Linked DNA regions of Mus musculus: region 2 is linked to region 1. Evidence: chromatin contacts called from public HiChIP or PLAC-seq data. All regions are on one chromosome and are shown on one strand. Each heading gives the region's core, a stretch centred on a gene start, on an enhancer-like site or on the middle of the called end of the contact. The rest is flanking DNA. Distances are from core to core; before and after follow the strand shown.

Evidence for each region. HiChIP or PLAC-seq counts read pairs in DNA pulled down with a chosen protein or histone mark.
Region 2: an HNF4G HiChIP or PLAC-seq map of pancreatic cancer cells shows a contact between it and region 1. The contact joins two enhancer-like sites. A contact is called at or near these places in 2 of 484 Hi-C or Micro-C datasets (the N1E-115 cell line and nephron progenitors) and 1 of 115 datasets of contacts at active chromatin or transcription factors (pancreatic cancer cells).

What each region holds. Positions count from the first base shown.
Region 1 is chr6:98,793,481-98,800,171 of GRCm38.p6, reverse strand. No RefSeq gene overlaps it. Among named protein-coding and RNA genes, the nearest start is that of 4930595L18Rik, 240 kb to the right of the region's middle. Within about 2 kb of position 2,716, at least 36 of the 459 cell types and tissues checked have an H3K27ac peak or open chromatin away from gene starts, as enhancers often do. A contact at or near this core is called in pancreatic cancer cells, where this site is marked.
Region 2 is chr6:98,947,268-98,953,958 of GRCm38.p6, reverse strand. All of the region lies in intron 12 of Foxp1 (forkhead box P1), which reads left to right. Among named protein-coding and RNA genes, the nearest start is that of Gm38865, 180 kb to the left of the region's middle. Within about 2 kb of position 3,853, at least 140 of the 459 cell types and tissues checked have an H3K27ac peak or open chromatin away from gene starts, as enhancers often do. A contact at or near this core is called in pancreatic cancer cells, where this site is marked.

The DNA of each region.
Region 1 (6,691 bases), core at 1,467-3,966:
GGGGTGGGGAGAAGGGAATGATTATACAAAGTGTGCATTCCTCCGTCTCCTTTCTGAAGATCTGGATTCAGCCAGGCAGAGAGCCACGTTTAGTTAGATCCCTTCCAGAGACTTCCATGAGAGGGATAACCTGCCTTCTATGGTTCTGAGTTGCTTATTACAAACCAAACCAATTGTAAGAACAAGCAAAACAAACCTCAACAATGCATTTTTTTATGGACAGACTAGAAGAGAAAGATGTCTAAGGAACTTTACTTCTACTACTGGCGCATGAACACAGGGCCTTGCACATCCTCAACTACTGGGCTATGCCCCAGCCAGCATAACAATATTCATATGCTCCCCTAAAACATTGTCTATACACATATAAACATGGTTGATGTACCAACCCCTCTCCCATGGAGGTTTAACATGGTATATGATCAGGTGCTCGATCCTGGGAGTTTTGAAGGAAAAGCCTGACTGGGCCCTCTATGATTTGGGTATAACACTCTTCATCTACTGTAACTACTGGGGAAGCAGCTTTCTCCTCCCCCTGACGTGAGCCCCTGTTCCAGATGGCAGAAAGGCACGGGCGCTATTTCCGTGTGCTGCGGTCTGTCTTCACTTCCTTTTGGTAAAGGCCCAGTTTTTTCTGGGCACTGCATGTAGGGACCACACTGGGCTACTGGGCTACGGTGTGTTGCTCCCATACACTGTCCGGCCCAGACATTCCTTAGAGGATTTTAGGCTTTGTAGTGTAGGGATGTGAGCGCAACATTTGCCCGAATGAGTGCGCTCCAATCGAGTGCCAGATGGAACGAAGAATGCGGGCGCAAACATTTCTCTCTTCCCCACTCGTTTTTCTTTTTTTTTTTTTTGGATGGATGCGACTCCCCCATCTCTGTGTATATGCAGTCTGTTTTGACTTCTTTCTGAGAAAAGAAGAGGTTTTCCCATGTGTTTTGTTTATGGTCAATATCAAGATCCACAGAGGTGCGCTTCAATGGTTCAGACTAGGCACATGAGAGTAACGGTCACTTCTCAGTTGACACATGCCTCCGTTTTAGGAGTAAAGTCTGGTGACAGCTGTTGCTGTCTCCTCCCCTTCCATTTTAATTGAACTCACCTGGGGAACTGAATTCAAGAGCCTGTCGTCACCCAGTCCAAATGGGAAATTTAGTCTCTCTTTAGCTTGGCTGGACCAAGGAGTATCCTTGGCTCTCTTCGAGGAAGGGCAATATACAGCCACTAAATTACTAACTTCCAAATATCATTTTTTTAAAAAAACCTTAACAATATTAAGGACGTTAATACCCAACGGTGGGAGGGTTTTGTGACGGTGGCATTAAGCCACTTGCACGGAGGCTCCATCACAGGTACTGTTTCCTATCTGAAGAAAGCAACTAGCTCAGGGTTTGTGCGCTCTCAGCGTTGCTGCAAAATCAGACTTTTGAGAATTTTACGTCGCCTTGAATTGCTTTTTAGCACAGTCTACAGAAGTAAAAGTTCTAAATCTGCCTGGTTACAGACAAACCAAGTAAAAAGCCAGCTTTGTACTGGCAAAGCCTCGCTACAGGAACTGTTTCAAAAGGCAGACTGTAACAATGTGAAAGAGGCAGATTGTAACAATGTGAAAGAGGCAGACTGTAACAATGTGAGAGCAAAGTATTGTTCTTTATTGAATGCATGAAACAGGCTGTCATTGCAAATGAGGCTGTAGGAACACTCAAAGGTCACATGAAGTGCCAGATCCCTGGTGTGGCAGATGTCCTGCTATATGGGTGAAAATGTTTACACACGTATGTCGTGGCTGGTGGGCTTGTTTACACACACATGTGTAGATACAGGCTCTATTTTCCGTAAAAGTTCACTGATCCATTGCAAGTTGATTCAAGATAATATCTACTAAAGTTCTCCAGATGGCCAGAAATTCTTGCATTTTTCTAATGAGAAATATAGGATAATAAAACATATAAAAAGAAATCTAGATTTAGAGTCATACAAGCCTTGTATATTGAGAATTAAAACAACCAGATCTAGTTACATGCTAAATATACTCTGTATACGCAGTGTTGTCACAAAACACAGAGAGGCTGGACTAAAAGCCCCACCATAAAAGGAAGGTGGCATTCTAGTGATAAGATTTAGGACTTACGTGACATGATTGAACTGGTCAGTGTCAGAGTCCGTCCCTCCCACAGCTCCTGAACCCTGCTGGACATTCTCTGAGTTTATTTGTCTGGGCCTTGGTGGTGTTCTAGACCTAAACATGTCCCATGAGCCCTTGATGTCATAACATTAATGGAGTTGTGTATTTTTTAACTTCCACACCAGGACATCATTCAGTTTCATCTACTGCCTGAGAAGACAACAGTCCATAATCAAATAATTCTATCAAATTAGATGAAACATGTGGGCTGGTTTAAAATTGATCGGCGGTGAGACTTTCAATCCTGGGATCCGTTTAAAAGTGGCCCCATGGAAGCCACCTGGCACATTGCCCTGAGCTCTAACGCTGCCTGGTTTACATGGAATGACCTGTGGGTTGGCCATCTCAGAGTATTATAAACAACCTACTCTCCCCAAATGTAACAAAGAGCTAAGATTGTACAAGCGGGGAAGACATTTGAGAAATGATAAACAACCCTGAGGATTGGAGTATTTATTCTAGGCTGCTTATGATGACATATTTTTATAACACTTGTCTGGGTGCCAGGAAATGGCAGGATGGAAAATCACATTCCCCAAATAAGTGTAGGGTGTGTCACCCTGAATGGCTTCCATCTCCAGCAAACTCTATTGATAGCGGAGACAGAGCTTAAAGGTGCAAGAGAGATTTAATCCCCCTCAAAATGTCTTTGAAGAACCTTATGTTCAAAGAAAGCTGCTTTTTTTTCTTTCTTTTTTTTTCTCTTAAAAAAAAATTGCTCGTTTCCAGTGTTGCTAATTTGTGATCTTTAGAAAAGTCTAGTGTATTTTCAGACCTTAATGCACCTTCAGTGAGAAAGGTTTCTACATTCAGTTAATAGGCAATCTTTCTTTTAGACAGGAAGGGCCTTCTGTTTAAAAAAAACAATAAATATACTTTAAAAAAAAACAAGCAAAGAAGGAATGTGAATAATCTGAGCTTTGGTTTTAAAGTTTTTTGATTTGGTAGTTTAGGGGTCAACCTGGAGAGAAATTGAAAAAAAAATGAGAACAATTCTTATATATTTTTGTTCTCACATTGGGGCTCATGCACTAGAAGTCATTCGTCATTTCCATTGAAGAGCAACTTGAAACGGGGTGGGGTAGGGCTTGGATCAGAGCCTGCTGGCCTTCTAAGTGCGCTAGGGTCACTCTTCTTTGTGATGTAACCCAACGTGGAGTTTCAAGTACAATGCAAACCAGAGCTGGCCAGTAAGAGAACCATGAGCATTTTCAGCTCAAGTAATTAAATTTACATGTGCAAGTTATGAGCTGCCACAGAGGCTATGCAAAAATTGGACTTAGAAAGTACTTTCCTCTCCTCTGAAAAATCAGAACTCTCACGGACAGCGTTTGGACCCTTGAGCCCAGCTTCACCCTGGCAAAGTGATACTCCATTATCAGTGACATAAGAAACCAGGGGATTTGCAATTATGGCTTTGTTCAGCTAAGGACTGAAAAGCACAGACGATTTACAGCCAGTCCATCCCAAATCCTATACGCACTGGTATTATTTAGTAGATAAAGCTACATAGGCTAGGATTTGCAAGAGGTATGCACTAGCTCTAGGGAACATAGTAAGAAAGTTGTCTTTCAGTAACCAAATCTAAACCCACAGTTTCCAAAGGTCTCGGAAAACTGGCTTCCTCTGGGGTGAAGGCTACTCATTGAAGTTTATCTTAGAACCTTCATGAAGTCAGAGAGAAGAAGGCCAATTTCATTCTGTCTGATTATGCAACAGTGAGCCTCCAGCAAAGGTATGTGGCATTCCAGGACCCAAGCATCCAGTATCTGACAGCTTCAGGGGCTATAATCCTATGGGTGTCCTCAGAAAGCCCTGCACCTCTGCCAATCTGTAGTCACCATTGTCAATCATTGTTACATAGTCTAGGCTGGCCTCAAACTCAAGATTCTGGAGTGCTGCAGCCTCCCATTATACACATATATTAAACATACATGTATGTGTATGTGTTTGTAAACACGTGTAATCATTATATAGATTTCTCTTCTCCCTTATCACATATCACCTTTAAGAGGTTCTGGAACACAGTATTTTGAGGGATCCAGCATCATGGAAATTTATAAGGACTCAAAATAGTATAAAATCAGTTACAGAAGCTCTGAGTTTCCAGAGATAATTAGTTAAAACTTGGTTGTATCAAACTCAAAGACAAAAACCACATGATCATCTCGTTAGATGTAGAGAAAGCATTTGACAAAATCTAACACCCATTCATGATAAAAGTCTTGGAAAGATCAGGAATTCAAGGCCCATACCTAACCATGATAAAAGCAATCTACAGCAAACCAGTAGCCAACATCAAAGTAAATGGTGAGAAACTGGAAGCAATCCCACTAAAATCAGGGACTAGACAAGGCTGTCCACTCTCACCCTACCTTTTCAACATTGTACTTGAAGTCCTAGCCAGAGCAATTAGACAACAAAAGGAGATTGAGGAGATACAAATTGGAAAAAGATGAAGTCAAAATATCACTTTTTGCAGATGATATGATAGTATATATAAGTGACCCTAAAAATTCCACCAGAGAACTCCTAAATCTGATAAACAGCTTCAAAGAAGTAGCTGGATATAAAATTAACTCAAACAAGTCAATGGCCTTTCTGTACACAAAGGATAAACAGGCTGAGAAAGAAATTAGGGAAACAACACCTTTCTCAATAGTCACAAATAAAATAAAATACCTTGTCGTGACTCTAACTAAGGAAGTGAAAGATCTGTATGATAAGAACTTCAAGTCTCTGAAGAAAGAAATTAAAGAAGATCTCAGAAGATGGAAAGATCTCCCATGCTCATGGATTGGCAGGATCAACATTGTAAAAATGGGTATTTTGCCAAAAGCAATCTACAGATTCAATGCAACCCCCATCAAAATTCCAACTCAATTCTTCAACGAATTAGAAAGGGCAATCGGCAGATTCATCTGGAATAACAAAAAACCTAGGATAGCAAAAACTCTTCTCAAGGATAAAAGAACCTCTGGTGGAATCACCATGCCTGACCTAAAGCTTTACTACAGAGCAATTGTGGTAAAAACTGCATGGTACTGGTATAGTGACAGAAAAGTAGACCAATGGAACAGAATTGAAGACCCAGAGATGAACCCACACACCTATGGTCACTTGATCTTTAACAAGGGAGCTAAAACCATCCAGTGGAAAAAAGACAGCATTTTCAACAAATGGTGCTGGCACAACTGGCTGTTATCATGTAGAAGAATGAGAATTGATCCATTCCTATCTCCTTGTACTAAGGTCAAATATAAGTGGATTAAGGAACTCCACATAAAACCAGAAACACTGAAACATATAGAGGAGAAAGTAGGGGAAAGCCTCAAAGATATGGGTACAGGGGAAAAATTCCTGAATAGAACAGCAATGGCTTGTGCTGTAAAATCATGAATCGATAAATGGGACCTCATTAAGTTGCAAAGCTTCTGCAAGGTAAAAGACACTGTCAATAAGACAAAAAGACCACCAACAGATTGGGAAAGGATCTTTACCTATCCTAAATCAGATAGGGGACTAATATCCAACATATATAAAGAACTCAAGAAGGTGGACTCCCGAAAATCAAATAACCCCATTAAAAATTGGGGCTCAGAGCTGAACAAAGAATTCTCATCTGAGGAATACCGAATGGCAGAGAAGCACCTGAAAAAATGTTCAACATCCTTAATCATCAGGGAAATGCAAATCAAAACAACCCTGAGATTCCACCTCACACCAGTCAGAATGGCTAAGATAAAAAATTGAGGTGACAGCAGATGCTGGCGAGGATGTGGAGAAAGAGGAACACTCCTCCATTCTTGGTGGGATTGCAAGCTTGTACTCTGGAAATCAGTCTGGCGGTTCCTCAGAAAATTGGACATAGTACTATGGGAGGATCCCGCAATACCTCTCCTAGGCATATATCCAGAAGATGTTCCAACCAGTAAGAAGGACACATGCTCCACTATGTTCATAACAGCCTTATTTATAATGGCCAGAAGCTGGAAAGAACCCAGATGCCCCTCAACAGAGGAATGGATATAGAAAATGTGGTACATTTACACAATGGAGTACTACTCAGCTATTAAAAAGAATGAATTTATGAAATTTCTAGCCAAATGGATGGACCTGGAGGGCATCATCTTGAGTGAGGTAACCCAATCACAAAGGAACTCACACAATATGTACTCACTGATAAGTGGATATTAGCCCAAAACCTAGGATACCCAAGATATAAGATACAATTTGCTAAACGCATGAAACTCAAGAAGAATGAAGACCAAAGTGTGGACACTTTGCCCCTTCTTAGAATTGGGAACAAAACACCCATGGAAGGAGTTACAGGGACAAAATTTGGAGCTGTGACGAAAGGATGGACCATCCAGAGACTGCCATATCCAGGGATCCATCCCAAAATCAGCTTCCAAACGCTGACACCATTGCATACACTAGCAAGATTTTGCTGAAGGACCCAGCTATATCTGGATATAGCTGTCTCTTGTGAGACTATGC
Region 2 (6,691 bases), core at 2,604-5,103, 150 kb before region 1:
TAAAGGTACGCTGACTTTATTTGATTTTGCAGGGAGTTCCTGTGTGAAAATTAATTGAGCGTTGACAATCTATAGTTAGTAGCAGCAATTTTAATCAACATGCAATGATGCAGCATAATGGCAAAGTATTGGTTTATCTGTTTTGACTGATTTTTTTTTCTATAAATAAAGCAAACACACACCCCTATATGTATGATGCATGGTGATAGAAATAAAACGGAGTCAGACTATTAACCCAGTAAATATGGTAGCCTGCCAAGATGCAGTTGGCAGACAGAATTAATGTCTGAAGCAGAACACATTACTGAGATACAGGACATAAAATCATTAAACACTCCATGCGTCCATTTTTACTGGGGAAGAATCTTAGCTACCATGTATTCCACAGTAAATGGCTGCAGGACCAGATGACTAAGCTACCAAAAGAGGAAGCAGGGGTCGGGGCATGGGGCAAAGCATTAGGAGCTGTTCCCACCTGTCCCTTCTTTTCAGAAGAGCGCTGGGAAGACATGGACCCAGCTGAGCAAGCTGCCCCGAGTGCTGCCCTGAAATGATTTGCCTGACTTCTAAAAGAGTCATGACCATTGGCAAAGGGGAGTGATTGTCTTGGACCTCTCTGGAAGTCCTCCAGGGCTTTAGTGAAGTGCTCCCCCTAGGAGGAAGAGGCTGCCTGCATCTTCACTCACACCTAGCATCAGGGAGAGCATGAGGTTGTTCCTATCTTCCTCCGTGAATTAATGACATCAATGATAGAGTCATGATTGAATGGAACACTCGAGTAATAGGCTTGTTTGGGATCAAGGCCGAGGAGGAATCCACATAGAAAGATGGAACTACAGAGTCCCTTGGGATCCTCAGCGGGTAATGGGCCTTGGACTAGCTAGGAACACCATTTATGTAAGCCCACCCAGGCACAAGAGGACCCTTGATGATCTGTCACCCTGTGGACCTGCTAAGTAGCCAATAAACAAGAGAAAAGCAGCGGGGGTGAGGGAATGAACAGGGAAGGAAGGTTTGTCTTGATTAGTATTGAAAAAAAATGTTTTACATTCTAGAAAATTATAACTTTGGAGGGGACCTCCTACTAAATTTATTTTTAACTGCTCTATTGAAAATTCTCTACCACTAGTCAACATTATCTCTTAGTAGCTTAGCACAGTATTTCTTTATTAAAAGAAATAGGCACGAATATTTTTGACTGAAAAATTAATAGCTTTTGAATTCACACACAGCAGGTTTTCTTTTGCAAAGAAGTCCAATATCGCTGCACAGCACTTCTATAACCATTTATTTAGAGTCTAAGTCAAACCTTTGACAGCTAGAGCGCTGCTACAAGCCAGTATAAAGAACTCCAAGATGTAAACCAACAATAGGCCGTCTGTGTGAGGTTTGCCATTGTCAAATACATAGATTGTTTGGATTAGTTTATGTAAATGTACTGTTGTATTACCCTTTGGAAAAAAAATCACATTTGTGTATGAAAAGTGGTTCTCCTCACAGGCAGCATTATAAATTCCTTATCCTTTAACTTACATGTAAGAAGTAAAAATTGGTGCCTGACACGTAGATATTGTGTGACACTCTGTTGTCGGAGTGAACCTGCCTCCTTTTCATTTATTGGAAAATAGAAAATTTTATTATAGATACCATCTTAGAAATCAGGAATTATTAAAATATGTATAGGTGAGGCATTGGAAAATTAATTATAAAAGATAGACGTGTAATGTTTTGCATAAATTTTCACTTCCTTGCCAAAAGAAAAGAAAAGAAAAAAAAAAGGCCCATGCATATTTCAGACCCTGTGATGCTTTCAACTGTAGGGACTGGGAGCTATCTGGTGACTGATCCTAACATTCAAAATATTCCCTACAGCCCGTAATTAATTTATTCCTCCCTAAATAATGGAACGGCTGGTGAGCGTTTGAATGAGTATCATTCTAGAATCTGTGGTTTGAAAGAAATAGTCCCCAAGTTTCACATCTCACCATAGGTGGGGACTTCCACGTTACGTCCTTGCCAGTGGGCTTATGAAGCTGTCTCTTTTTCCATTCCTCTTTAAAAGGGAACTTGGTGTTCATTTTAAAACTTAGTCACTAAGTGATAGAGTGCTTTGCTGCAATTGTGGCCCTTCAGTGAGTGCCATCTGGGTGGCAAGAGTCTCTCGTATCCAGTGGTCCACCCTGCCCCCCAGTTCATCCCCTCCAAGAGCTGCCAATCCATTCTCAGATGGTTCTTATGTCAGCCCAGAGATGCATTTTCCGTGTCTTGAGATGTGGATAGTTAGAAGATGTGCACATTCTTAAGGCTGTGCCCAAGGGTATAGATGAGGCTTTGAGCTCAACCCACGATGAGCTGGAAGCATATGGCCAATGGGAACAGTATCCCAGGCCTTGGGTCCTTGGGCAGCATGTCTTCTGACAGCCATTGCACCTCTTCCCTCAGAATTGGAACTCCTAAATTTAGAAACCAATTCTTTCTGTCCTGAGATAGTTACTTGGCCACCATGACAGACCGAGCATGATCAAATGAGAAAGACCTAACTTGCCAGGGAGGTGTTGGGAGTCTTGCGGATAAGCTACCAGATAAGTGTATGCATGTATCTCATACATACTCATACACATGCAGACTGTTTACTGTATAGAGAATGCTGTATGCGACTAGGAAATGTGACCTGGGGGAATGACGTGTCATTTGAAACCTAGAAGCTGGGTTGGACTCTCTGGAAGGAAAGCGAGGGATGGGAGTGGAAGAAGGACATGTTCAGTGAGGGTCAGCGGAGAGGAGTGGAAAGAATAATCAATCTCAGAAATCCACTGCCATTTCAGCCAGGCCCTGCTTAGCTAGAATCTAGCAAGTTCTAGAGTGCCCAGAGAGAAAGGGCTGTTGTTGACATGTGTTTACAGAAGCCAAATTTGTTGTCGTTTAAGATTTTAAAGTTCTGCTGTTTCCCACGGAAAGCGAAGCAACAGCAAGGGGGAAGAAAATAGCCTGCAATTCCTTTGTTCCAAAACCTAGTTCCATTCCCAGGGCAAGCAGCACACTGTCTATACTTAACTCCATGAAGGATTGGCTGAGATTGATCTGTAGGTGGGGGAGGACAGAACTCAACACAGAGCGACCAAAGGAAACATGCTAGGCCTTCATTAAGGGGCTGATGACTTTTTACAGAGACATTTGGTCATGCTGTTTGTTAGGAGTGTGCAGTGGAAATTCCACTTCATAACTCGGAATCGGGGAGCACCTTCAGGTTCATTTTTTGGGGGGGAGGGGTGCTGGGGGGGGGTCCTGCACTTGTGAGAACTACTCCCCATGCCTGGAGAAACCACATTCTTTGCGATTTGGTGGGCAAGTAACTACAGCACTGGTAGAAGAGACTGCTTTATGAAAAACTTTATAATACACTTTTGGAGTGAAATGCAGCTGGAGATTTTCCCCTCTGTACATTCCCTTCTAGACTCCAACTCTAGCAATTAGGACTGTTTTGAAATAGCTTTTAGCTCCTATCAAAACAGAGTGCTCCCTCTACTCCACCCCCCTTTTTAAAAAAAAAAATCCCATGAACTTCAAGGGGTGGGTGATCAGGTGTGGGCTGCAGGAGCCTTGGAGCAGTAATGGCAGCCTGTCTGTCATAAAGAGGAGCTCTCACATGCAGCACACAAAAGCTGTTTTATAGACTGGTTTTGTTAAGTCCCCTTCCTCACCTCAGGTTTGTTGTCCCTGTCCCTGCCAGAAATGCCACCCTCTGAGTCTGTAGAATAAGCCTCTCTCCCTGTCAGTGCACAGAGTCCTCTCCAAAGGCCTCTGCTCTGCCACCCACTGCCCTGCCCTCTGTCCCTGGAGTCTGAACTTGGTGATTCATGCCTACAAAGGCAGCTTGCAGTCTCTGAACGTTGCAGGTGGGGGCAGGACCTGAGCCTCTCTGGCCCATCCAGCCAACAGCAGAGAAACCAGTTCTGCGAGCCTGCAGTCCCTTCTGTGCCGCTGGCCTCTGCTGTTTTGGTTTCAGGTTTTTCTTTTGTTCTCAGAATCTGTTTTCATGAGAAGCAAGAGCACAAACAAAAACAAAACAAAACAAAAAGTTCTTGTGGGAATACTCCCTAGCAAGTCAGTTTCTGTCTCGAGGTTCACACCAGCGGTTTGTTTGTTTATTATTTTTTAAAATGTGAGTGACTCACTGTCCTTACTCGGGAGGGAAATGTGCTGTGGAGGAACTAAAGATTGATTTTTGTTTTTAGAAAGAACAAAGTAACATTGGGCTGCTGATAGTTGGGATAGTTTCAGTGGTAGAAGCTTCCAAGAAAGTCCTTCAGTAACTAAACTAAGGTTGAAAAGGCTTGATAGCACAGTTGTTTGTATTTTTACTTACAGTCTAAAAGCCTGCAGCAACTTTAACTGACATAAGAATTTAGCTCCTGGCCAGAGTTTGAAAGAGATTATCTTTGCTGAAATCATCCCCTCCGTGGCAACTTGCCATGGAGAAAAATATCTGCGTTACTAGCTTTTCTAAACATAGCAACCTCTTCCTAAATAGAAAATGAGCACAATGAGAAAAACGGGCTTTCCATTAGGGAGAGAAACCCTCCCAGTCGGATGCCTTCCTGCGCCATGCCCAGGGCGCTCTTCTAAAACCTTACTTACACTTAGAAACATAAACCATCGAGGGGCTTCCCTTTCTTATTGATGACTGTATAGAGATTCAATAATTTCCAATTAAGATAAATATTTCAAGGTAACAGGGGAAAAAAAGAAACCTACCCCAAACTGTTCCCAATGATTTGATCTTTTATCTGTGCGTGTGCGGGCACGCAGGCATGTGTATCCGAGGTCAGTGCCCCATGTGTTCTTCAATCATTTCCCCACCTTATTTTTTGAGACACGATCTCTCACTGAGCCCGGAGGGCCTGTTTAGCTAGGCCATCTTGCTTAGAAAGCCCTGAGAGTCCTCCTGTCTTTGCCTTCCCATGGCTGGCATTATAGGGCACGGACCCATCACTCCCGAAATGCTGAGGATGTGAGAGCTCCGGTCTTCCTCCTTAGGCAAGCTCTTTCCTGACTGAGTCATTCGCTGCAGCACCCTAGTTTGCTCTTCTAGGCTTGTGGTAGGGCTCATGATTATTCTGTTTTCAATGTTCTTGGTAGAGTCCTTCTTGGTAAGAACAGGCTTTATATGAACACAGTATTTTTTTTTTAATCTTTCTTGGTAGCCCCCCTACTCAACCTTTTCTCCTTGAGAGTGAAACACACACGCAAGCTCGAGCACACACACACACGCGCACGCACACACGTGATGGCCAGACAGACGGTTAAAAGTTAAGAACTTGCACAGCAGCTGCCAGGGTTGTGTCTCATTAACGTGTTGGTCCGGACTTCTGATGGTCTTGGATGGCAAAGCTCCCTGTTTGGAGTTCCCAGTTTTTTTTGTTTTTTTTTTTGTTCTTCCCTCACAGGCTACAGTCATGTTTAATTTAGAATCCAGGCTCCTTTGGCAAATTAGCAATTAGAACAATTTTGTGGGAATATGTATATGTGTCATTAGTTTTTCTGCAAATTAATAGCCAGGGCAGAGGTCAGGCAGAAATTTTCCACTTGACTGAAGCTTTTCCATTGAGACGTGGCACTTGGGTTTGGAATGGCCGCAGCTGTTCCCAGACACCCTTTTCCTCTAGGAACTGTCTTTTAATTAGTTTACCTCATAGCCATCATTACAAATATTACTGTCTCCCCTCCCTGAAATAAAATTACTGTTTCTACAAAATATTCCAGCGACATTGTGCACCACTGCACATTCATGGCGGGGGTCAGTCGAATGCACCATTTAAATCATTAGATCACCTCCGTCCGCTTCTCCTAATTAGAGTCCTTACAATACATTTTTATCTGGTAATTAGCTGAGATTGGCTGCTTCCTCTGTGGCTTATTAGAGACAGCCCAGCAGTGGGTGTGAATCACGGTGTCATTTGCCAAGCCTGGTAAACCTCTCTTCAGGCTCAGTGTTTACTCCCAGTTCCTACCTACATTCAAAAGCATCCAGAAAATTCGGCCTGCGTTGCTGTCTTCCAGTCTCGTGCCAGCACTAGAAGGATCTGTTTTTTCATTGTTGCTGTCAAGGGCAGAACTGGTCCAAGTATTATTGAACCCCATAGGAAAGCTGCAAGAGTCACATTCTTTGCACACCTAATGGCATGTCTCTGTGTGTGGGTTCACCAGTTCCTCTCAGATCTTTCAAAACGATGGGTTCGTAACTGCTGAATGGTTCCATAGGACTTGCCGGACTTCCTTACAGAGCTGGCAGGGGGCGACGGGATAATGTTCTTAGGCTAGGAGGAGAAGTCAGGATCTAGGGTGAGACCCCAGAGAAGCTGCCCAGGCTTTATGCCTGCTTTTGACAGTAAGTGCTTCAAGGACAGCAGCTCTGTGGTTTAGTTCAGCTTCCAAGCCTGTGGAAGTTCTTGGTAATATTTATTGAGTGTCATTCATAAGCGTGGATAAAAGCTGTTCTCGGGATCTTTTCCAGAAGCAAGCATAACTGAGAGGTAGAGATGTTTATAGCATTCATTTAGACATTAGCTGGGCATAAGTAGCGGGTGCAGAGGCTGTAGGGCCATACAAGCACGTGGATTGACTTTGAGTCTGAGTCAAGAGATGGACAAGCTTCTCTTTCAGTCTTTGTAAACCACGAGTAGTTTGTAGG